4 separate regions of the Mus musculus genome follow, and regions 2, 3 and 4 are each linked to region 1. A link is a contact called in public Hi-C and promoter capture Hi-C data. All regions are on one chromosome and are shown on one strand. Each heading gives the region's core, a stretch centred on a gene start, on an enhancer-like site or on the middle of the called end of the contact. The rest is flanking DNA. Distances are from core to core; before and after follow the strand shown. Region 1 holds the start of Emilin3 (elastin microfibril interfacer 3). Region 2 has its middle 17 kb from the start of Gm14221. Region 3 has its middle 18 kb from the start of Top1. Region 4 has its middle 58 kb from the start of Gm34980.

The links. Promoter capture Hi-C pulls out the DNA fragments that hold promoters and counts their contacts. A called contact is a pair of places that touch in the nucleus more often than the background predicts.
Region 2: a contact with region 1 is called in a promoter capture Hi-C map of neural stem cells. The contact joins the enhancer-like site here to the promoter of Emilin3 in region 1. A contact is called at or near these places in 14 of 39 promoter capture datasets (the 3T3-L1 cell line, the C10 cell line, the HPC-7 cell line and 8 more), 2 of 484 Hi-C or Micro-C datasets (bone marrow-derived macrophages and cumulus cells), 10 of 115 datasets of contacts at active chromatin or transcription factors (craniofacial prominence, embryonic basal ganglia, embryonic forebrain and 7 more) and 2 of 9 other capture datasets (adipose tissue and liver).
Region 3: a contact with region 1 is called in a promoter capture Hi-C map of hematopoietic stem and progenitor cells. The contact joins the enhancer-like site here to the promoter of Emilin3 in region 1. A contact is called at or near these places in 11 of 39 promoter capture datasets (the C10 cell line, the HPC-7 cell line, cranial neural crest and 7 more), 1 of 484 Hi-C or Micro-C datasets (nephron progenitors), 6 of 115 datasets of contacts at active chromatin or transcription factors (craniofacial prominence, embryonic basal ganglia, embryonic hindbrain and 3 more) and 3 of 9 other capture datasets (adipose tissue, liver and pancreatic islet).
Region 4: a contact with region 1 is called in a Hi-C map of cortical neurons, with 1.8 times the contacts expected there. The contact joins the enhancer-like site here to the promoter of Emilin3 in region 1. A contact is called at or near these places in 5 of 39 promoter capture datasets (the C10 cell line, HPC-7-derived erythroid cells, liver and 1 more), 2 of 484 Hi-C or Micro-C datasets (the G1E-ER4 cell line and cortical neurons), 1 of 115 datasets of contacts at active chromatin or transcription factors (stem cell-derived neural progenitor cells) and 3 of 9 other capture datasets (adipose tissue, liver and pancreatic islet).

Annotation. Positions count from the first base shown.
Region 1 is chr2:160,910,466-160,914,842 of GRCm38.p6, forward strand. It overlaps Emilin3 (elastin microfibril interfacer 3), which reads right to left and starts at 1,874. Exons shown (of 4, transcript NM_182840.2): 1 at 1,543-1,874; 2 at 277-399. The coding sequence starts at 1,706. It overlaps Gm35181 (a long non-coding RNA gene), which reads left to right and starts at 1,867. Exons shown (of 6, transcript XR_375190.4): 1 at 1,867-2,206.
Region 2 is chr2:160,595,464-160,599,741 of GRCm38.p6, forward strand. No RefSeq gene overlaps it. Among named protein-coding and RNA genes, the nearest start is that of Gm14221, 17 kb to the left of the region's middle. Within about 2 kb of position 2,573, at least 5 of the 459 cell types and tissues checked have an H3K27ac peak or open chromatin away from gene starts, as enhancers often do. A contact at or near this core is called in neural stem cells, where this site is marked.
Region 3 is chr2:160,625,257-160,630,217 of GRCm38.p6, forward strand. No RefSeq gene overlaps it. Among named protein-coding and RNA genes, the nearest start is that of Top1, 18 kb to the right of the region's middle. Within about 2 kb of position 2,160, at least 57 of the 459 cell types and tissues checked have an H3K27ac peak or open chromatin away from gene starts, as enhancers often do. A contact at or near this core is called in hematopoietic stem and progenitor cells, where this site is marked.
Region 4 is chr2:160,429,873-160,434,727 of GRCm38.p6, forward strand. No RefSeq gene overlaps it. Among named protein-coding and RNA genes, the nearest start is that of Gm34980, 58 kb to the left of the region's middle. Within about 2 kb of position 3,504, at least 66 of the 459 cell types and tissues checked have an H3K27ac peak or open chromatin away from gene starts, as enhancers often do. A contact at or near this core is called in cortical neurons, where this site is marked.

The DNA.
Region 1 (4,377 bases), core at 624-3,123:
CTATACTTTCTGCCTCTGTCATATCTTCTGGCCCAGACTCCCTCTTGTATCCCTGAGGCTTCTGGGCTCCAAACTGAGCCTGTCCTTGCCTCTATGGGGGAGGATCTGCTGCAAGCTCAAAATTTTGGGGTCTCTTGAGGCCTCTTTCAGGGATCCTGGTCCTCTCTAGCAAGCACTGTGGCCCAGATAGGTTCTCTGAAGCCCAGGGTACTGCAGCCCTTTGCAGAAGTGGTTCTGTTCCCAGCTGAGGCAATACCCTGGGAAATACTCACTCACCTGACTGTTGAAGGGCAGTTGGGTCCCCACCCACAGTTCCGGTACTCAGCCTTTATATAGCTCTCTGCTCCTTCTTGTAGGACGCAGGTCACATTTCTGTGTACCACATAGGCACAGAGAGACCTGCAGGGGAAGGAACACCTCTGGAATGTTTGGCCCGAGCTCACCTCTTGCTCTCAGAGTTCCCCGTATCTTTTTTTATTTATTTTATTTTATTTTTTTATTTTTGTTTCATGGAACCTTGGACCTCTGCCTGGGGTCCATATCTTCTGAACGGGGTCTGTGTCCTTGATGGGTGTCTACTGTCTACTGAGCCACGTGCTCAATTGAACCAGAAGATTGGGTGTCTACCCAACACCACTCTGAAAAGGCCGCCTCAGCTTCTCCCTCAACCACTTGGCCTTCTTTCTATTCACCCCCACCCCCACCCGGGCTCCTTCACTGGTTCTAAACTCCTTATCCTGGCCTTCAAGGTTTCTAGAGCACAACTTAGTGGCTTCTTTTTAATCAGGCTTTCCTCCTTCCTCCTGTGAAAAAGCTCTCTAGCCTCGGCTTTGCCATTTCCTTGCTCCCGAGAGCAGTACTCGTGTCTTCTCTTATAGGACATCTGCCCTGATGCTCCTGGATTCACGGAATGTGGTTGTGGGCTGGGTACTTGCCTTCAAGGTTTTATATTCGATTGGAATTCAAATTCCTGTATAAACCACTGTGGAAGTCTGTCCATTCTACAGTACAAGCCCAGGACCCACAAGTCCTCACCAGCTGTGCATCTCACCCACCTTGGGGCTCCCGCAGGGCTATTGGGGCCAGACCATAGGAGGGGAGGAGCAACTACCTAAAATAAGCATGGCTCTGTCTACAACCACGCAAGGCAGAAGAGAGACAGAAGGCATTGGACTGGGGAGCCCCGTGTGTTCCAGGCGCGGACAGCCCTTCCTCCTCTCCCTCCACCTGGTCCGCTGCGCCTGGAGTTTGCTCACAGCGCAGCTGGAAAATGTTACTTCGCTGGAAAGGTTTCCACGGGCACTGCCAGGATCCCAGTCTCCGCGCCAGGCCCCCTCGGCTGACTTGTTCTTCGCCAACCCCGCAGCCTCCTGGATGGCGGGGCGCCTACCCGCGCAAAGAATCGTGTCGGGGGAACCGCCCCATCGGTGGCTGGGGTACCCATATCTCGACGCCTCCGCGCCGGTCCGGGCAGGTGGGAGTGGCGGCGCGCCACGCGGGGGCCTCCCTCGGGTTCCCGCCGTGGCCCGGCCCCGCGCTTACTTGTGTGGCCCCGGGCGCAGCCGCGGACGCCATCCGGTGGTGTAGAGGCTGTAACGGGAGGCACTGGGCTGTGCGGGCCGCGCGAGGAGAGGGGTGCCCTTGGCCTGCGCCCCCGAGAGCAGCGCCGCGACGGTGCACAGCCACACGGACAGACGGCGGCCCATCGCGCTCGGTCGTCACTCTGTCCCTCGGGGTGCCTCCCGCGGGGGATCCTCCGCTCGCCCTCCGGGCTCCCGCGGCCACTCGCGACCGACCCCCGGAGCGCGCTGGTTCGGCCGCCTGGAGCTGTGCGGCCGCTGCGTCCCGCCGAGTGGCCGGGGCTACTCGCGGCTGGGGCCGCGCAGGGGAGGCGGGAGGCGGGCTCTGCACGGATTAGCATAAACTTGGGGCCGCGCCGCGAGCTCCGCCAGCCCCCTCCCCGTCGCCAGCCCCCGGCCCCAGCTCCAAGCTGACGCCCGAAGGGCCGCGTGCAAACACGAGGTTAAGAAACGAGCAGGCGGGACGCAGGGCGCTAAATTCCAGGAGGCTCCCCAAACACGCGCAGCCCCTGTGTACTTTTAGGGTACCGGACAAAAAGCTGCAAAGCCTGCAGGCAGGCCTGGCCTCCCTGCTGGGACCTCTTAAGACTCGCTGTCTAGCAGGACACTTCAGTCTTGAACGTCTAGTGAGTATGGGTACCATAGTCCCGACCCTGGACCCGAGATGAACTTGTATAGAGGCACACCAGGAACCCTTTCCCCAGCCAGAGTGTCCCCTGTCTATGGGTGACCCAGGAGATCTGATAACTGCAGATTTCACTTCACACCAACTTTTGCAGACCGGGGAAGGTGGCCAGGCTGCCTGTCTGAGTTCAATGATAGGCCAGCGTTGTCTGTTTCCGTTAGGTAAGCTGTACCACGTGCCCATTACCTCTCTAACCCCTCCAAGAATAACACCCCCACCTCACCCTCGCGCACGTGTGTTTCCCATAAAAGCTTTTAATTAGGTGGGCCACAGTCTGGTGTCTGGCTCATTATTAGCTTCTAGTCAAAGAATATTGCGAGGGCATCCTCGTAAGAAACTACCTTAAGCCAGGCTTCCTGCTTTTTTTCATTCCTGAACATGACTATGTAACCTAAGAGTTCATCTATACAGTCATGCTTATTGGACATCACCTTGTTAAATGCCTACCCTGCAAGAGGCTTTCTGAATTCTGATTCTGTCATCCAAGAGGACCACTTCATTCTGGCTTTGTCTCATCCCCACAGGACCATAGATGGCCCTCCAGTATCTGCACCAAGGAAATACTGGGCCTACTTGGAGGTCCCTGTCCCTCACTGTGTGTGTGTGTGGTGGGGTTTACATTCCTATGTGTTTGCATACACGTGGAGCCAGAGTCCAACCTCAGGTAATGCTTCTGAGGGACTATCACCTTGTTTCTTTGAGACTAGGTTGCTCACTGTTATGAGTCTGTCAAGTAGGTTAGGCTGGCTGGCCAGCGAACTGGCCCAATAAGCCCAGTGGATCCCAATTCTACCACACCAGTACTGGGGTTACAAGTGCTTGCAGTCATGCCTGGCATTTTCTTCCTTCCTTCCTTCCTTCCTTCCTTCCTTCCTTCCTTCCTTCCTTCCTCTCTCTCTCTCTCTCTCTCTCTCTCTCTCTCTCTCTCTCTCTCTCTCTCCTCTCTCTCTCTTCTTTCTTTCTTTCCTTCTTCCTTTCCATTTCTCTTTAAAATCAAATTCAGGTCTTCATGCTTGCAAGGCAAGCACTCCACCGACTGATCTGTCTCCCCAACTCTGCTTTCTTTCAAGAGGAACTCTGAGGGGCTGGAAGGATGGTTCAGCATTAAAGAGCACTTGATGCACTACCAGAGGACAGTTCTAGAGGACCTGGCACCCTCTTCTGACCTCCTTGGGTACCAGGCATGCATGTGGTACACCATATGCATGCAGGTAAAATAACCAGACACGGGAAACAATTTTTCTTAAAGTAACTTTGAGGTGTGAATAAACTCATTTGAAGCTGGTGGTATTAAGGATGCTGGAAAGAGCAGCTCTGAATCCACATCTATGCCCTGCCCTCTCCACCTGCTCTCTGAAGGCTGATACCTGACCTAAGCCTTTCTGGTGGTCTTTTTTTTTTTTTTTTAAGAAAGCACCTTTTGTGTGATATTTATTTATTTAATGTATATGGGTCCATTGTTACTGTCTTTGGACACACCAGAAGAGGGCATCAGATCCCATTACAGGTGGTGGTGAGCCACCATGTGGTTGCCAGGATTTGAACTCAGGACCATTTGGAAGAGCAGTCAGCGTTTTTAACCACTAAGCCATCTCTCCAACCCCTCTGGGGATCCTTCTGATGGTGCTTTCTGGTTCTTCTCCTGAACCCGGTATTGGTAGGAAACAGGTGGCTGGAATGCCCTCTAAGGTGTGAGTGTTTTAGTTTCTAGGGCTGCCATCATAACTAACAAATCAAGTGCCTGGAAAATGATAGCAATTTATGGGGCTGGAGAGATGGCTACATGTCTGGAACGCCTCTTCTAGAGGACCCATGTTGGATTCCTAGAACTCACATGGTTGTTCACACATATCCAGTTCCAGAGGATGCAATGCTCTCTTCTGGCCTCCTCCAGAACTAGGCACACACTGTGGTACACAGACATACTTGCAGAAACAAACTATAAATGCCAAGCACACAAAATAAGATAATAAATTTAATGCAAACTGTTTAGAAATGACGGCAATTTATTGTCCCGTATTTCTGGCGGCTTACTGTCCAGAATCAAAGTATTATGTGGGTCATTCCTCTAAGGAGCGATGCTTCCTTGTCTCTCCGGCTTCTGGTGGCTCT
Region 2 (4,278 bases), core at 1,323-3,822, 310 kb before region 1:
ATAGTGTATGTATGAATAGTGTGCATGTGTATGTAGTTTGCTATTAATTTGATGGTTTTATTCTAAAGCACCGATGACCAACTTGACCTCTTGGAGTACAGATAGTGACCCTAAATTCAGTAACAGAAGAGCCACGTTCACCCCTGTAACCCTGTAGTGAGCACATCTCTAGAACATAGTAGGTGCTCAGAAAATGATCATGAAATAAAAGAACTAAGAAGACCTTACAATGCATGGGAAATGTCTTACTATGTACACTTGACCTTTCGTTTCCTATCTTGTAACTTGTGACCACACAAAGACATTATCAAATCATCATTGTCTAGACACAGTAAACTCCTGCGCTTCCATGTCCCTGGGACAAAAACCAAGATGTCAGCAGGTCTGCATTCCTCTGCAGGGCTCCCAGGGACATCCATTTTGTCAGCATTTAGACGTGGTGACATAAAGCATGACTTGCACAGCAGAGGAAAAAAGAGAGAGTTTATCCTTGAGCCCAAAATGGCTGAACGTGGCCCAGGAACACGGGCTCGGGTTCTCCGCGCCCCCCCCCCAAAATGCATTCCAATGTGGCAATGTTCTCATGATATTTTTATAGTTACAGAACAAAAGGAGGCCCCACGTCAAGGCATTGCTCACATAGGTAGGTGGAGCCATTGGTTAGGTAAGCCATAGCAAAGCCAGGATCTCAGGTCTCAGATGCTACCTGGTGACACTTTTAACTTTGGGGATAATGGAAGCTAGCAATCTGCTAGGCTGATACATTCTGGAATAGTCTACCTCATAGTCAAAAGGATATTAGCATCTCAAGGGTATCGCTCTGTCATTGAAGTATTTTCTATACGGGTATGAAGACCTGTATCCAATCCCCAGGCGTTCTGTATAAGAGCTGTGTGCCATGGCATGCATGCACTTAGGATCACCACACTTGGAAAGCAGAGGCATACAGAGCCTCGGGGCTTGCTAGCCAGCCAGCTAGCATAAATGGCAAACTCTAGACCACTGAGAGAAGAGTCTGTACCAATACAAGGCAGGGACATTGAGATGGGTCAGTGAGTGTGAGTGTTTGTCACCAATCCTGGTGACCTGAGTTCAATCCTGAGAACACACATGGTAGAAGAAAGTAAAAATCTCCTACAGTTGTCTTCTGACTGCCACCTACTCACCCACCACTCTAGTAAGTAATTAATTAATTGCTCTGTTGATTGAATTTATTTATTTATGAAATATATATTTTATAAGATATGTTACATTTATATATTAAACATATATAAATACAATAATTTGATTTATTTAATTAATTGATTAATTTTTAAAAACAAACATAATGGGCTGGAGAGACGGCTGAGTGGTTAACAGCACTGACTGCTCTTCTGAAGGTCCTGAGTTCAAATCCCAGCAACCACATGGTGGCTTACAACCATTTGTAATGAGATCTGATGCCCTCTTCTGGTGTGTCTGAAGACAGCTACAAGTATACTCATATAAATAAAATAAATCTTTAAAAAAAAAAAAACATAAGCCGTGGACATCTCCTAAGTAACAACATATGACATTATCTCCTGGCCTCCACACACATGTACCTGCACACACATGAACACACATATGCACGCACATACATTCAGGAAAGGATTTTAGGTCAGACAGAGATGGGCACCTAGTAGCCATTGGGGTACTAAAAAGAACTCCCTGATAATTTTGGCTCCATTTCCACAGTGCCCGACTTCCCACCACCAGGAAGTTCTAATCACTCAGCCAGCCACACGAGCACAACTTCCTTCTAGAAAATTCAGTTTCCAGAAGCCACTTAGACTCTTTACTTGTGTTTCCCACCTCCAGCTTCCAACCCTTCGATGTTGTGTCTCTAACTGAAGCCAAGACAAGGTCTCTATTCACAGAGAGGGACCATTCTCTGTGATGCTCAGGTGATCAGATCAAAGCACCCCAGGAAGCCCGTGCAACCTCAAGGTCCATGTCTGCAGAGTCCCTTCTCCCAAGAGAAGGAGACCACGAGTCCTATGAACTAAGCCTGGGCCTCTTTATCCTGCCCAGCACAACCAGACCTGGAAACGGGAAGGTGAATCAACGCCACCTTACTCTCTGGCAACTAGTGAAGTCGAGTTCAGCATCGAGTCTCAGCATCTGAATCTCCTACCCCCTCCTATCCCTGCCGATGTAAATAGCCAGAGTCTCTAGAGCTGTAAGAAAATAAATACACATTATTTACGTTTCTAAAAAGAAAGGACATGGCTAGAGACGTGGTGGCACACACCTTTAATCCCTGCACTCAGGAGACAGAAGCAGATGGATCTCTGAGCTCGAGGCACGTCTGATCTACATAAGCAAGTTCCAGGACAGCCAGAACTATGTAGAGAGACCCTGCTCATTAAAACCAAAAACAAAGGTGTAAACGTCTAAACAATAGAGAAATTCTTTCTCTGCTATTATTATCATCATTATATTAACATAAGTTTGCCTTTGGGAATAGAAGGGTAAAGAATCCACTCCATTGGCTGAGGGGGGAACTGCAACCTCTCTGCTGTGTAATTAAACTTATGGCCAGCAGGTGGCGGTGCAGGCTCACACAGCAGGCCCTTCACAACCCAGGTTCATCCCTTTTTCTTGGGTAGTGGAGTCAGTAGTACCTTCCTCCTGTTCTCCAGAACCTGCGCTACGAAGAAATGCCCCAGAGGACCCAGCAAACACCAGAGGTGGGAAACGCACTGTATGTAACTCTCTCCTGAGCCAAGTACAAGGAGCGAAGGTTAAACCTGTGGGGCCTGAATGGGGGACCAGAGCTGGAAGCCTGGCCAACCCAACACAGAAACAATTAACTCTCCGACATTTATGAACTCGTCTTGCCTATGGCTCAATAAGCAGCTTGCCATTAGACAGACTGATCTGAGACTGGGTGCAGTAGTGAGTGCCTGTAATTTTAGAATCCTAGAAACAGGACCTCCTGTCTTAGTCAGGGTTTCTATTCCTGCACAAACATCATGACCAAGAAGCAAGTTGGGGAGGAAAGGGTTTATTCGGCTTACATTTCCATACTGCTGTTGATCACCAAAGGATGCAGGACTGGAACTCAAGCAGGTCAGGAAGCAGGAGCTGATGCAGAGGCCATGGAGGGATGTTCTTTACTGGCTTGCTTCTCCTGGCTTGCTCAGCCTGCTCTCTTATAGAACCCAAGACTACCAGCCCAAAGATGGTCCCACCCACAAGGGGCCTTTCCCCCTTGATCACTAACTGAGAAAATGCCTTACAGCTGGACCTCGAGGAGGCATCTCCCCAACTGAAGCTCCTTTCTCTGTGATAACTCCAGCCTGTGTCAAGTTGACACCCCAAACCAGCCAGTACACCTCCCATTTCGAAACAGGAGTTCAAGGTCAACTCCAAATAGATAGGAAAATGCTGTCTGTCATAGCCTCCTCCAGCCTTGCAAATAAATGCACTACACCTTACTGGGGAAATCATAGCTATGCCCACAGAGCTTATTAATCTCTCCAAATCCCACATAAAAATGAGTGGGATCAGAGCAATCAGAAAGTAGGAGAAAGGTCCAATATAAGGAGAGGCCGAAAATTAAGCCAAGAACACCCCACTGCTACCCCACCCACCCCACGCCCCTCGAAAGGTCACTATCTTTTTTTATGCCTCCTTAAAACTGCACAAGAAAGTGGGTGCTCTTCCAGTTAAGAACGTCAACCTTTTGTGATTCCTTCAGTTCAGGAAAAGCACTTTCACAAAAGGCAAACTGTAGGAAAGTTTTGAGGCCAAATCTCATAGGAAGTTAAATCAAGCAAAACAAAACAAAACAAAACAAACAAAGAAAACCAAAAAATAAAAACAAAAACAAACAAATGAGGAATAAAACAGCATTCCCACCAACAGGAAAACCACACCAGAGAGACACTCTCAGAACAGAATGGAACCTGTTGCCTATTTCAAAATGACATTCGAAGCCGGGCGTGGTGGCACACGCCTTTAATCCCAGGAGGCAGAGGCAGGCGGATTTCTGAGTTTGAGGCCAGCCTAGTCTACAAAGTGAGTGCCAGGACAGCCAGGGCTACACAGAGAAACCCTGTCTCGAAAAACCAAAATAAATAAATAAATAAATAAATAAATAAAATAAAAATTTCCAAATCTTCAGGGGAAAAGGGAAAAATCTTTCTGTGTCTTGGCAGAATAAATAAATAAATAAATAACTGACATGAGAAAATAAATTCAAATATTATTTAGCAAGGCTTTATGTCAAGAGAAAATGAAGTAACATTTTAA
Region 3 (4,961 bases), core at 910-3,409, 280 kb before region 1:
CAGGTCACAACCATCTATAACTCTAGTTCCAGGAAATCCAAGCCCCTCTTCTGGCTCGTAGGGCACCACACATGTATGTGGTACACAGACATATGGCCAAAGCACCCATACATAAAAAAATAAAAATAAAACCACCTAAAACCAAGTTACCAGAGTAGTCTTGTCAGTGCAATAGGGGACCTTGTACAGTGACAATTTTTCTCATCATTGAGAGTAGTCAAGGCCAGGAGTAGTCAGATAGGTAAGAAGTGCCTCCCAGAGTCTCTAGTTTCCCTTGGATGGGGAAAAAAGCAGTAGTGGGAAGAGAGCTTCAACATCTGAGGAAGTGATCAGACATAGCCTGGGCCCTTTCTTAAGAACACAGTAGGTGTCGGGTGTGGAGGCACACACCTTTAATCTGAGCATTCAGATAGACTTTTGAGGCCAGCCAGGTCTCCAGACTAAGTCCCAGGACAGCCAGAGTTATCTAGAGACCTTGCCTAAAAAACAAAAACAAAACAAAACACCAAGAGGCTGGTGGTCACGGAGACATTTCTTTTGAAATTGCATTGGTGGGGCCAAACCAGGCCAGACTCATGCATCTCTACCTTGGAAGTTTTCAGAATAGTGGCCACCTTTGGAGTTTTGTTGGAGGAGGAAATAGGGGTGAGGTTCTAAGTGCTGGCAATGTTTAACTTTTTGATTATGTATAGGTCATACAGGTGTGCTCAGTTGATCAGATTTATCGACTTGTACATTGTGTGTGTGTGTGTGTGTGCGTGGCATAGGTGCATGTATACTGCGGCACAGAGAATAGTTTTTTAGGATGTTAGTTCTCTTCTTTCCTCCCATTTTGGTTTGTTTCATTTTGAGATAGGGTTTCTCTGTGTAGCTCTGGCCATCTGGAATTCACTCTGTAGATCAGGCTGGCCTTGAACTCCAAGATCCACTTGCCTCTACCTCCCAGGTGCTGGGATTAAAGGTGTGAGCCACGACCACCTGGCTGGCCTCAAAAGTCTATCTGCCTCTGCCTCCTGAGTGCTCAGATTAAAGACATGTGCCTCTATACCCGACATATACTGTGTTCTTAAGAAAAGGCCCACACTATTGTGCTTCTAAAGCAGGGTCTCTCTTGACTATTTCTGACCCCAGGCTGCACACTGGCCTGAGAGTTGTTTGATCCCCCTGTTTACCATGGGTATTACCTATGTGTACCATCATGGCTGGCTTTTTAATTTTTCTTGTATTGAGACTAGGTCTGTCTGTGTAATCCTGGCTGTCTCAGAGTTTACCATATAGACTAGGCTGGCCTCAATCATAGAGACCCTCCCACCTCTACAGAGTACTGGCCTCATATATCTATCTGGCTTTTTGTGGGGGTAGCAGGGATTGAGTTAAGGTCACCAGACCATCTCCCCATCTGGATCCCATTTTTATTTGCATTTTTTCATATTTCGTGTTGAAAGACTTTCATAAATTGCTTTTGCGATGATATACTGCACTATCCAGCTGAGAGAGAGAAAAAATTATGGGTGATAAACCCAAGTAAAACATTTTGGGCTAGTCTGAGATTTGAGCTGCGGAAGACATAGGGCAGGTGATTTTCCCATACAGAGTCTGAGCAGTATGTTGCTGGCCAAAGGGCAGCTAAAGGTCAGCTGTGCTGCAGAAAGGTCCTCAACCATCAAAATCCAGAGAGAGGAGAGAATTAAGCCAATTACAACATCAGGAGCCCATAAGAAGGGCACTTGGAGCCGGGCCTGGTGGCACATGCCTTTAATCCCAGCACTCGGGAGGCAGAGGCAGGTGGATTTCTGAGTTCGAGGCCAGCCTGGTCTTCAGATTGAGTTCCAGGACAGCCAGGGCTATACAGAGAAACCCTGTCTCAAAAAACCAACCCCCCCCCCCCCCAAAAAGGCACTTGGATGTACCTAGAAGCTGAGGCCTTTCAGAATTGCATTCTGTGTCGCCATGACTATCATAGGCTCTAGAACAGAACAAGGCACTTAGCCGTCTTCTTCCTTCTTGGATGTCAGTTGTGATTTGGGAACCAGAAATGCCCAGGCCCACTGTGAGGTTTGCTATGTCCCAGTTAGGGCAAGCAAGAATCACAGAGGCCAACAAAGCTGGGCTGAGAATGGAAGGGGAAGTGAAACCCTGCCATAGCTCATACGTGCTCAAGCAAAAAAGCCACCTGTGGTCAGTCGACGTTTGGCTTGGGTAAAGAGAGGGTGCCAGAGCAGTGTGGGTAGAGCGATGTGGACATGGGGCCAATCACAGATAACAGCAGTTAAAAAATAACAAGGATGACTTCATAGCGTGAGGGGCTGGGGTAGGGAGATGGCAGGTTTCAGGAGGTAAAAAACGAGAGGTCACAAAAATCAGCCCTTAATAGGTCACTTCTATTATGTAGAAGAGAGAAACTGTTGACTTGGAACTAGGAGGCACCAACAAAGCAAGAAGCCCGTAGTTCTCTCATCTGTAAGATTGAGACTGTAATAGTTCCTCTTGGGGTCAAGTCAACTGATGCATAAACTATGTACAGCTGAGTGTAGCCAGGTGCACAGTGACTAAGGAGCCTGAGACAGGAGACCTGAGAAAAGCATAGCCAGCTTGAGTGGCAGAGCGAGAAACCCATCACCAAAGCATTATCGTTTGTTTGCAAATAACTGTTGATAATATGAGAAGAAGAAACTTCTGGTTTCTGAAACGAGCTGAGGAAGACTATGTGGAGAGCCAGCAGCAACCAGAAATCCAGAGGGGAGAGAAACAGGAGAGACATCCCCACCTCAGAGATGGGGCTCTGACTCCAGAGACATGTGTTTGTGTATGCAAAGTGCTATGGTTAGGCATATCATGCACTGGGAGGAAGATGGCCCATAGCATATCACAGTATCAGAGGATCTGACTATACACACACATGTATAAACACATCTTAAAATTACTTAACCAAAAAAAAAAAAAAAAAAAAGGAGTGGGGGCGGGGGGGGGGAGGAGCAGATGAGACAAGAGGCCCACACTCATGCATGGATGGAAATAGCTAAGTCCGAGAACCCAGGACAAAGAAAACAGAAGGCTTAGAGAAAGAAGCAAGCATAGAGGGGAGCTTATAGGGGAATGAGATAGGAGTTAGCTCAGCTGTCGTGGAGCTCAGAGAAGGTTCACGGTGCGGTTGGGGGGTTGGGGGGGCTTTTGATTAAAGTCTGAGTGAGTTAATGGGCAGGTGCGAAGCTGGAGAACTGAGGCAGGAATGATAACAAAGACCCTGGCTGGGGTTCTCTTGCTACCCTGCTTGACACATCAGAAGTAGGTACCCACATAGAAGGATTAAAGGTAGCACACTATGCTCAGAGAAAGAAGCCAGCCACAGAATAAATAAGTACAATTCAACAACAACAAACCTCCGTAGGCAGAGGCAGGCAGAGGCAGGCAGATCTCTGAGTTTGAAGCCAGCCTGGTCTACAGAAGCTGTTCCAGGACAGCCAAGGCTACACAGACAAACCCTGTCTCGAAAACAAACAAACCTCTGTCTTCATCAAGATTACATCCTATGGCTAAGCAGGGCAGCTCCACTTTTAACCCTGGGGCTCTAGAGAGGCAGAGCTAGAGACAGGCTGAGCTTTGTGAGCCTCAGGCCAATCTGGTTAAACTTAGTGAGTCCGTAGGTCAGCTAGGGCTACCTACTGAGATTGTGTCTCAAAAACAGACTGGGGGAGCGTCTGAAAAGTATTAACCAAACAGGCAAAATAGATATATGTAAGCCCTGGAGAGACAACGAGGGAATGATCGGTGGGAAGAGCTAAGTGGAGTGGTTATAATCTCAGAGTACTGAGAGGGAGATGAAAGACAAAGAGGACTGAGCTGTGGAGATAGCTGAGGGAAAGAGGCTGTAGGCAAAAGTATCCTCAAACGCAAAGGGCCTGGGCTGGTGGGCAAGTGTGTTGGCGAGCATCTTAAAGAGATCCAGGTGGCCGGGCAGTGGTGGCGCACGCCTTTAATCCCAGCACTCGGGAGGCAGAGGCAGAGGCAGGAGAATTTCTGAGTTCGAGGCCAACCTGGTCTACAGAGTGAGTTCCAGGACAGCCAGGGCTGCACAGAGAAACCCTGTCTTAAAAAAAAAAAAAAAAAAAAAAACAGAGAGAGAGAGAGAGAGAGAGAGAGAGGGAGGATCCATGTGGTTATCAGACAGTGCCAGCAGACAAGCAGTGTTAAAGATGGCTGACAGGGAAGCAAGTAGAGTGGGTCTGAAAGACTGCCATAAAAACTTTGACCTTACTCTAAGTGAGAGAGCCACTGGCAGTACTTGGTGTAGCAGTGCAGGGATGCTGCATTCAGAAAATCCCTGTGATTCGAAGGACCGCTTGTTCTGGGTGTGGCAGGGCCCAGTGGGAGGAAGACAGAAGCATGGTACGCCACCACCCTCATTCCACCAGGTGGAGGTGATGGAGATTTAGGTTAAAGTGGAAGCAAAGGGAATGCGGAGAGGTGTTCAGCACTGAGCATTTGAAGGGGATACGAACAGGCCTTGTTGAGGGATGTGTTACCCACGAGCACCACGAATAGCTCTAGGTTTTGAGAGGAAGCCACGTTTGTTTCTCATTTGCTCCCAGAAGTAGACATTCTGCAAAGATTTCTGCAAATACACTCCTAGCATTCTGTCTCCTGGTTCCGAAACAAATGCTTAAGAAAAAGAAATAGATTTCAAATAAGTTGTGTTGTCATTAAAAAGAAAGGAAGAATGAAAGGAAGGAAGGGAGAAAGGGAGGGAGGAAGGAAGGAAGGAAGGAAGGAAGGGAGGGAGGGAGGGAGGGAGGAAGGAAGGAAGGAAGGGAGGAAGGAAGGAAGGGAGGGAGGAAGGAAGGGAGGGAGGAAGGGAGGAAGGAAGGAAGGAAGGAAGGAAGGAAGGAAGGAAGGGAGGAAGGGAGGGAGGAAGGGAGGAAGGGAGGGAGGAAGGAAGGAAGGAAGGAAGGAAGGGAGGAAGG
Region 4 (4,855 bases), core at 2,254-4,753, 480 kb before region 1:
TGGATTACAGGACCTTGAAAACATTGCCAGCCCTAACATGCCTGTGCTTCTGCCAAGACTAAGGCTGGCCCAATGAACCCACCCTCCCCAGAGCCAGGTTCCCACCAAGGTACTCCCACTTTCTGAGGCCTTCTCTCAGGAAGGAAATCCCAGTTATCATAAAAGGAAAATAAGGAAATAAAATCTTAATAGGATTTCATAGATGATATAAAATCTCTACAACTCTGGGTGACAGACACTAAAAAAGATCATTTAGAGAGAAAAAGCTTTCTAAGACTTCCTGTGGAATTGTTTGGCTGAAGATGTTCAGATGGGGGTCATATATAATGTCGTCAACGGAAGCAGTGGCAGCGGGCCTGGGCTCCGACAACCGGGTGTGGGATCCAGGGACAGGAGCTTGGCTTTCTCAGGGAGCTCATGAAGTCATGAGATAGTGCCAAGACACACAGTCCTGTCTGCCTTGTATGCTCCTCTGCACCTTTCAAGCAGTGCCTTAGCCATAGCTCCTCTCGGGGATACTACTCATATTTCTTTTCCATAGCAGTTCTTGGAATGTGTCCATGGGACATCAGTTTTGTCATCAACTGTGAAAGACCCTCCTGAGACCCAAACCCAAATCTGCCATTTCAGAATTTCCAGGGGCAGAGCCCAGGCACCTGCATCTCTAAATCTAAATGACTGTAGGTGACATTTCATCTGAAATGACAAGAAGTCTATAGTGTGGCATGTGGAGAACAGAAAGGACACAGGAGATGGTCCTGAGGTAGGAAAGGAATTTGCAAAGTGTCTTAGTTAGGGTTTCTACTGCTGTGATAAAACCGCCATGACCAAAATCAACTTGGGAAGGAAAGGGTTTTTACTTCAGCTTACAACACTCAGGTCACACTCCATCACAAAGGGAAGTCAGAGCAGGAACTCAAGACAGGAACCGAAGCAGAAGCCATACCGGAGCACTGCTGACTGGCTTGGTTGCCCTGTCTTGCTTCAGCCTGCCTTCTCATACAACTCAGGAAAGTGCCCAGGGTCGGCACTACCCACAGTGGACTGGACCCTTTCTATATCAGCCACTAATGAAGAAAATGTCTGCCTCGCAGGCCAGCCTTGTAGAGGTACTTCCTCTATTGAAGTTCCTTCTTCTCAAATGACTCGACCTTGTGTCACATCGACAAGAAGATAACCATGAGAGAAAGGCTAAGGAACATCATAGAACACAGCACAGCCAAGGAGTGTGTCAAGGGGCAACCACTCAAGAAGTAAGACAGGCAACATCTCACAGGAGCTGGTTCCTGAAGATCATTCCAAGTTCAGTGACATTATCTACAGCCCTTAAAGGCTTTTCTTGAAGATTGAATTATTGGTCCCAATTCTCCATTCCATTATCATACATTGTGTATCCACACCTTTGCTACGGCCTCATGGCAACATACTATACTTCCTTCCTTCTTGACTTGGCCACACCATTTCCTGTGAGCAATAGGATAGGAGTCAGTGTGTTGGGAGCTGAGACTGAAGAACAGTCTTTTATCGATGGGCCTGACCCATAGGACTCCTTTTATTTCATGATTAAAATAAAATCATGTCTCAGTAACCACTAGTCCAATGAGAATGAGCAATGTTTAAGGAAGACTTGGACTTGATCTACAGAGTGGAGCCAAATCCTGAATCCCATCTAGAGCAACCAAGCTTCAGCCAGCCATCAAACACATAAGCAAGAAATAAACACCGCTAGATAAGAAGAGTTTTCTTATTATATCAAAATATGGTACAATTAGCTGGTAAAGGACTTAGGCAGGGGTATGTTTAGATTTGGCCTTTTATAAAGACCACTCTGGCAGCTGTGAGGAGGCTAACCTAGTCTCCGAGGAGAGTAGCTATGAAAGAACAACTTGGAAAAAGAAAAATGAGTCCCAAGCTCATGGTGGCTATCTGGAGGAAAACTCGACTGTGTAGCCAGCCACAGTGGCTCAGTGAACTCAGAAGACAGAGAGAAGCAGGAGGATCGACACAAGTTTGAGGCCAAATATATCCTCATACTATGGAAAGTTCTCTGAGTGAAATACTGTTTCCAAAAACCAAGAGCAATAGGATAAGGGTAGTGAGTCACCCCTTCAAGCTCAGCACTTGGAAGGGAGAGGCAGGAGGGTCACATGTTCAAGGCTACAGAGCAAAGCTGAGGCCAGCCTGACCTACAAGAGACCGTATCTTAAAATTCTAAAACAACAACAGCACAACACAGTTTAGACTATAGGGTGGTGGTGGGGATGGACACAGACTCAAATAGGTTCTGGATATGCTTGGAATAGACCTGGGACGCTGTGCAGCTAGACTGAACTTGGAGGGGGGCGTGGTAAGGATCGCAACACTGCAGAATCCCAAAGGCAGCAGTGCCACTTGGCACAAATTAGAAGTGGGTGGGGGAGAAAGGAATATATCAAAGTTGGAGGGATATTCTCGTTTGGGGTTTCTTGTAGTTTGGTGTGGTACTGTTTGCCAAGATGGGAAAGATCCATGATAAGAGGATTGGTGTGTAAGGTGGGGAGAGATGGACAACCCTGTTTAAGCATGATGAGTCTTACTATGGCCATCAACATCCAGATGTAGACAATGAGAGGCAGTCAGATTGATTGGACCATGAGAGCTAGCAGTATGAGGGAATGGACTGATATTTGACAGCACAGCTCTCCTCAGGCCGGTCCCCTCACTCCCCCTTCACTGGTCCCTTACCTCAGACTTCTCTAAACCCAGTTCAAATGTCACCTCCAGGCAGTGCTAGCTATTCTTGCCTCTGAATTCCCTGAGTTCACTGTAAACACCTCAAGTGTTATAAAACAGGCTGCCTTCATCACCGCACTGTAAGCTCTGGGCATCTTTGCAACCCCAGCACATCAATGAATGCTCAGCCCAGGAGAGGAAGAGGCTCAGCAGCATCAGCCTCCTCCCTTCAAGGCATCGAGTTGGGTGCTTACAACGCCATGCTCCATTTAAGTCTCTCAGCAGCATGGTGGACATAGTCATTTCATTTCCAAGTTGCTGAAATTGAGGCCCTTAGGACTGGGGAGATGGCTTAGTTGGGGAACTGCTTGCAACACAAGGATGAGGACCTGGGTTCAGATCCCCAGCATCCGTGTAGAAAGCTGGGCATGTTGTATCAACCCGAGGATGATACCAAATGTTAATCTCTGGCCTCCACATACATGTGCATACACAGACGACACACAAATGTACACAGACACAGTCAGTCACACACACACACACACACACACACACACACACACACACAGAGAGAGAGAGAGAGAGAGAGAGAGAGAGAGAGAGAGAGAGAGAAGCGCTGAGGGTTAATAAGGTCCTATCTGAAGTTTCTGCACATGTAAACGCCTGGATCGATGTGATTTCACGGTTACAGCTTTCCATGTTGCCTCTGCCCCAGTCTCTCTCCTCATCCCTTCCTCCTCCCGTCCGTCCCCTGGCAGCCCTCCTCCTCTCTGGCAGGGCTCCCACACTGCCTGCGCCTCCACACAGGATGTGCTTCCTGAAGCTCCTGGTCCAGATGGCCTACTGAAGCTGTTTCTCATAAATCACCAGGCCTCGCAGAGCTGCGCTCAGCAGCCACTTTCTCCTCTCAGTCTCCCCAGGTCCCAGTGCGTGGGCCCTAACCACCCAGTCAGCAGAACTGGCTCCTCTAGTCGGGGGAGCATGTCTACGGTGCCCCTCCCCACCAGGGCCAGGAACCACTGGGTATACTTCTGGGAGACAAAGAGGGTGCCCATGAAGGATCTGTGTTAGAGACCTGGAGGTATAGGCAGGAAAGAGGAAGAGTGAAGCCCAAGTAGAGGCACAAAACCTGTGTAATCCACCTGCCAACCCCCTAGGCCCCATGCGTATGCCTTTCTGCCTCCTAAGACACCATGACACGGTACTAATGTACACACAAAACCACAAAATCCCAAGATAACTTTTCCAAATATAAACCACTACCTCTGGTGACAACCCACCTGAGGCCCAGAATACCTTGGTCAAGTCAATTCACTTCTCTAAGTTTGACTCATGTGTATGGGAGAAGAATATAAACACAGGGTCCCTTGGGGTGTGGTACCCTTCAAAACAAAAAACAAAACAAAACAAACAAAAAAAAAAAACAGGACAGAAGTGGAGACAGCAGGAACCTGGTCCCCTCCTTCCTTCAACTGGTGTCATTCCCTTCATGCCTCTAGAGCCCAAGATGGTCTGTTGTGTCACTTTGATGCCTGAAACCCCTTCAGGGTTCTATGAGTTCTGCAATGTTTTCCACATGTTCTGATCCACAACTTTAAACACAATTTGGGGCAGCATACTTGGAAGGCATGACAAAATTGTTAAATGGTTTACCCAAGATGGCACTCTCCTGCTCCATAGATCATAGTGTTGGACCCTGGCTACATAGGCAGGATGACATTTTCTAGCCCCTCTTGAGCTACATGAAGCTACACAGCTACTCCTCCCTGCCTGAGGTGTTTAGGAAGCAGGTGATTTCTCTTCTTCGTTTTCCCTGTCTGCTAGCTGGAAGAAAGGACTCTAAGATCCAAGGAGATGGTGAAGCCACAAGAAAGGTGTTTCTATCCCTGAGTGACCATATGGACCCGCATCCCAGCACTGACAAGCAAGAACTCACACTTGGGAATTTATCTGAGGAATTTTTAAGGCAATGTTATTTTAAGAGCATATCAGCTGAAGCAGCTGTCATCACCCTAACTACATTTGAGGAGATCCAAATTAACATACAATGATGCCATCGGAACAGCAATACAACTAGGACTACAATGTGCCAATAATTCAATCTATAAAGCCACACACCTTCGTCAAGGGGACAATGTGTCAA